Linked DNA regions of Mus musculus: region 2 is linked to region 1. Evidence: chromatin contacts called from public promoter capture Hi-C data. All regions are on one chromosome and are shown on one strand. The core of a region is the stretch at or near the end of the contact, and the rest is flanking DNA. Distances in the headings are between cores, read along the strand shown. Region 1 overlaps Phf20 (PHD finger protein 20). Region 2 overlaps Phf20 (PHD finger protein 20).

The links. Capture Hi-C pulls out chosen DNA fragments and counts their contacts.
Region 2: a promoter capture Hi-C map of adipose tissue shows a contact between it and region 1. The contact joins two enhancer-like sites. A contact is called at or near these places in 8 of 484 Hi-C or Micro-C datasets (the 3T3-L1 cell line, 3T3-L1-derived adipocytes, the HPC-7 cell line and 5 more), 5 of 115 datasets of contacts at active chromatin or transcription factors (the HPC-7 cell line, double positive thymocytes and embryonic stem cells) and 2 of 9 other capture datasets (adipose tissue and pancreatic islet).

What each region holds. Positions count from the first base shown.
Region 1 is chr2:156,256,077-156,258,608 of GRCm38.p6, reverse strand. All of the region lies in intron 4 of Phf20 (PHD finger protein 20), which reads right to left. Among named protein-coding and RNA genes, the nearest start is that of Cnbd2, 55 kb to the left of the region's middle. Within about 2 kb of position 1,273, at least 147 of the 459 cell types and tissues checked have an H3K27ac peak or open chromatin away from gene starts, as enhancers often do. A contact at or near this core is called in adipose tissue, where this site is marked.
Region 2 is chr2:156,297,152-156,299,683 of GRCm38.p6, reverse strand. Phf20 (PHD finger protein 20) reads right to left here. Exons shown (of 18, transcript NM_172674.2): 15 at 968-1,163. Among named protein-coding and RNA genes, the nearest start is that of Cnbd2, 14 kb to the left of the region's middle. Within about 2 kb of position 1,268, at least 25 of the 459 cell types and tissues checked have an H3K27ac peak or open chromatin away from gene starts, as enhancers often do. A contact at or near this core is called in adipose tissue, where this site is marked.

The sequences.
Region 1 (2,532 bases), core at 24-2,523:
TATCTTCCTTTCATTTCCCTTCGTGCAAATCTGCTCACAAGGTACTAACCTCCCCATACTCCACATGTAGCTCAGTTACAGCAGAAAGAAGATATAAAAAAGATCCGCTTCTGCAGAGACCTGGGAAGACCATTTCCACAGCATTTCCTGTGGTAAACACAAGCTCCCGGCACAGGCCCAAAATAGACTGAACTGGAGGAAAGGGGAGCACACGACCTAGAAACTCCCATCTAATTAGGGGGGAGACTTGCCGAGTGCACTCACCCTTAACCCCATCATGGAGGAAGCACCAACACAAGAACTGTTGCAAATTCAAAGCCAGCCTGGTCTATAGAGTTGTCTCAGACCAGTTTGGGCAATGTAAGAGCAACAGGAAGGAACCTATCTTGTTGCTAATGCTAGCCACTTGCAGTTTCTTCAAGGAGAAAGCCTTGTGAACAGTAGTGCTCCACGGAGTGAAGGTCATGAGGCTCTGGGCATGACAGTCCATGCTGGTAAGCCAACTCCTAGGAGGTCTGAGGCAGAAGGAGCAGGTAAGTCCAAAAACTCAAGGTCAGCCTCAGCCAGACTCTCTCAAGGAAAAAAAAAAAGTTGCAAAGAGGAGTCAAACAGCCCCTGACAAATAAGGCCAAGGTCAACTCACCAAAGATGACCACACACACACACACACACACACACACGCACCGAACCCAGAATCCTATCATTCCTATAAAAGCTAGAGCTGGGGGTATAACATAGCTTCCAATTATGGCTGCTTCACACTAAAAAACAATAAAAGCTGGGCATGATGGCCCAAATTTGTAATCTTAGCACTTGGTGGGAGAGGATTGCTATGAGCTCAAGGCCAGCCTTGACTGCATAGTGAGATCAGGCTAGCCAGGAGTTTGAAGTGAGATCCTAATTCAAAAACAAAACAAAAACCATGTGGGTGTAAGGATTTTATAGTCTCAGCACTCTGGAGGTAGAGGCAGTAGGATCACTAACCAGCCAAGGGCACCCTCAACCACACAGTTCAAAATCTGCCTGGCTACAGGACTCTACCTCAAACAAACCACCCCCAAAGATTCATTATCAATGGCAAGTACTGCTCTGTCTCTTTTCCACCAATTAACTGATTTCCCTAAGAAACTCTTGAGTTATTTAGGGCTGACTAATCATGCCAAACCCACCATGACAGTAGCTGCTGTTCCCCCACTCTGTCCACACTCCCCACAGCCTGCTCAGCCTCAGGAAAACCCCCAAGGAAGTTAAGAGCAGTAAGAAAATTGAGCAGAAGATGAATACACAAGCTGGTTTTCCCTGGGTTCCGCTGTCTCCTAGCAGCTTGGACTAGATGGCCTAGCTCAGAGGAAATGAAAGGCTTCCTGCCAGCAGAGCTCCCCCTCCCCCTCACAGGTCCCTCGTGACTACTGAGAAAACCAACTGAGGTAGGGAGAGAAATCCAGGATAGGAAGGAAAAGAAAGTCAAGAGCTTGGAATCTAGCTTTGAGGTAGGATGCTGTCCTCACACAAATGAAGCCTTGAATTTATTTAACACCCAGAACTGAAAACAAAGTGAACAAGGAGCAAAGGGAGAGAAAGAGGGGTGGGGCAAGATGGCATATGCCTGGAATCCAGATGAGGCTGAGGCAGAACTACAGGTTCCAGAGGCAAATTTGTCTCAGAACAAAACCAGTCGAGCACTATAGTTAGCAACCAAGCCCACAAAGACAGCACCTAAGAACTAGTGGACAGGGTGACACTGCTCAGAGAAAAGAAATCACTGGCTTCACTTCCATAACTTTCCCAGAATGCTTCAACAGCCTCCCACTTTAGGATTTAGCTCACTCTATATCCTCTCACCCTCCTTCCAATCGATCAGTCTCAAGAACCACCAAGGCGTTTAGCACAATATAGACAGGCCTCAGCAGAAACCTCACTCAGTCCCCATGTCCTTCAACAAAGTAAATGAAGCAGCTGGAATTAAGTCAGAACTATAGAACCCATCACCAGGTGGCCAATGACCACCTCATGAGCCCATGGCCTCAAGACTCTCCTTCCTAGAACCTAGCTCATGAGAAAACCACTGAAAGGACTTGGCCTTTTAATTTGCAAAGCTACTCCAGTTTTTTATTATTGTTTGATTCATTGTATTTGGTTTTTTCCTGAGACAGTCTCACTGTGTAGCCCAGTGGCCTCTAACTCAGTATGTAGCCCAGAGCTGATTGCAAACTTGGGATTACCTAGTTCTAGTTTAGCCTCCCAAGGCATGTGCCACCATGTCCAACTGCAGTTGCCCCAACTTAAAAGCTGTTTAAAACTGCTAATTAACTACAGCCAATAATATACGCAATGGTGTTCATTCCTTAATGACTTCAAACGTATTTCACATCCACCCCACACCCACCCCTTCCCCTTATTAGGATTTGTCTGGTCCGTCCTGCTCTTGCACTGTGTCCTCCATCCCCAATGTACACTGTACACTGGCTTCTTTCTGCCTTACTAGGTCTTCTGGTTGCTGTCATGATGCCAAGCTCAGAGCTCTGTAAACAC
Region 2 (2,532 bases), core at 19-2,518, 41 kb before region 1:
AAATAAATAGATATAAATAGAAAGGTTCAGATGGCAAATTTGGTATTTGGCATTATGTATATTTTACCACAATTTAAAAAGCCCTCACTATAAATGTAAAAAAAAAACAAAAAAAAACAAAAAAAAAACTCACTGGGCGTGGTGGCTCACGCCTTTAATCTCAGCACTTGGGAGGCAGAGGCAGGCGGATTTCTGAGTTCGTGGCCAGCCTGGTCTACAGAGTGAGTTCCAGGACAGCCAGGGCTACACAGAGAAACCCTGTCTCAAAAAACCAAAACCAAAAAAACCAAAAAAAAAAAAAAAAAAAAAACCAAAAAAACCCCCAAAAAACCTCAGTGTAAAACAAGTAACTGTACACCCAAAGGTAACACAACACAAGCTGTGAGTGAATACATTAAGCCATAGTGGCCAACATCTATAATTCCATTTCTCAAGGGAAGGCTAAGACATGGTGGAAGGACAGAACCACCTCCTGCAAACTGTCCTCTGACCTCTGACCATGTGCCATTTGGTACACACACACACACACACACACACACACACACACACACACACACACACACACACACACACACACACATTCCTGTACGGGCAAACAAGAGAAACCAAATGCACACATCATGTCCTGGTTTACAGTGTTAGTTGCCTGAATATATGCACTTATCAAATTCAATGAGGTCTTAAAATAAGTGAACTTAATTACATGCAAAGTATTCCTCAATAAGTCAACTGCTTTACAAAGAAACGTTTATTACATAACTGACTTTTGGGGGAGTGGGGTGGGGGAGCGTACTGGTAATCAAACTCAGTGCCACACATGCTAGGCAAACACTCAACCCGAAGCCACATGCTCAGCATAGTAACAGATTTTGTGGTACAGGTCTTTGTGGCTTTCCCTTTTTCCCCAAACCTGACTGAACTGAGAGCCTGAGTAAGCTCCTGCCCAGAGCTGCAGGCACACACTTACTGCAGAATGCTCATCTTGAGCTGCAGGCCGTGCAGCACTTGGATCACTCTCTGCACGTCCCCGAGCAGCTGGTGGGTGGCCACGATCTTCCTGGCATTCTGGTGGGAGTAGTTCTGATCCAGAAATGCCAGACCATGCATGTGTCCCCGGCTCAGCCACTCCTTGTCATACCAGTACTTGAAGCCAGGCCTCTGACCTAAAGAGACGACATTGCAACAGTCAAACATGCCTGAGGAACCCAGGCTGTCCTGTCCCCTCCGCGGTCCTGTGCTTTGATGGCTGTGCTCATTCTGTTCACGTTTCCTTGGCCTCTACTCGGTGCTGGAGACAAAGCTGAAATAAGGCCTGGGCCCTCCTACCCGCAGCAGGGGCTAGAGCACGGATTCCAATTCTGATCAGTAGTCTTCCTCCTTTCAACTATCTCCCTCCCTTCCCATCTTTTCTGCCCCCTCCCCTTCTTTCTCTAGACAAGGCCTCACATGGCTCAGACAACCCTTAAACTAACCATGTAGCTTAAACTGGCTTTGAACCTGTTCCTCCTGCTTCTGTTTGGAGAGTTCTGGGATACAAATGTTCACTACCATGGCCGGCTGAATTACCTCTTCAGATTGAAGTCATTTCCTTCCCCCCTCCACTCACTCTCCCACAGCTTCTGACTGCTCACAGAAGGAAACCCCAAATCCCTATCGATCGATTAAGGCTGACAGCATCCTTCTCTTTCCTCTTCTCCTCACTCCACCCTTATCATGGTTTGTCTGAGTTTTAGAAACACACACACACAAATCTCTTCCTTGGCCTGACCTCTTTCCTCCAGAGCTCTGACAAGGCATCCCCTGGGCCTCTCCAGGACAGATGTTCCCCATCTCCTCAGGCAGGCCTTTGGCCACCAGCCAGCATCAGAGAGCCTCTGGCTCCCCCTCTCTGCTTTCCCTCCTAGCTTCACTTGTACACCTGTCTTGGGTTTATTTAACTTGTTTCAACTTCTGTTCTTTGTCCCCAGTCTCATTAAAAGACAGAAAAGGATCCGTCATATTGATGGCTGCAGTTCCAGAGCCTGGAATGTGTCTCAAATGGACTGAGTATGAACAGAAGACTCCAGATCCTAACTAGACAAGTGACAGGCCCCAGACCTTAACTAGACAGGTGACAGCCCTCCCTTCTCTGGACCCATCTCTGCTTCCCATCGTAACAGATGACCTGGATGGCTCTTGGGTCCGGCTCATCACAAGTCTCTTTAGAAAGGACAGAAAACTAAGCTCAGGGACTAGGCAGCACGTCCTGTTCCAAAAACTCAGGAGACAGCACCTTCCAACCTGACTCATTCACTCTTCAGTCACTAAGAAACCTTGAAACAGGCTGGGCATGGTGGAAGGGACAGTCAAGAGCCACTACCCATTAACCAATGACCCCCACTAAGGAGCCGAGCAAGACTCCGCTTAAGAGTGCTCCAGAGCAGGCAAGGCTCATCCCTTCCAGGGGCAGTGACACAATGGGGGCTGGGATGTTTGTGTGTGTGTGTGTGTGCAAATGTGCCCTCCGACATCCCTGAAATGGCACCAACAGAG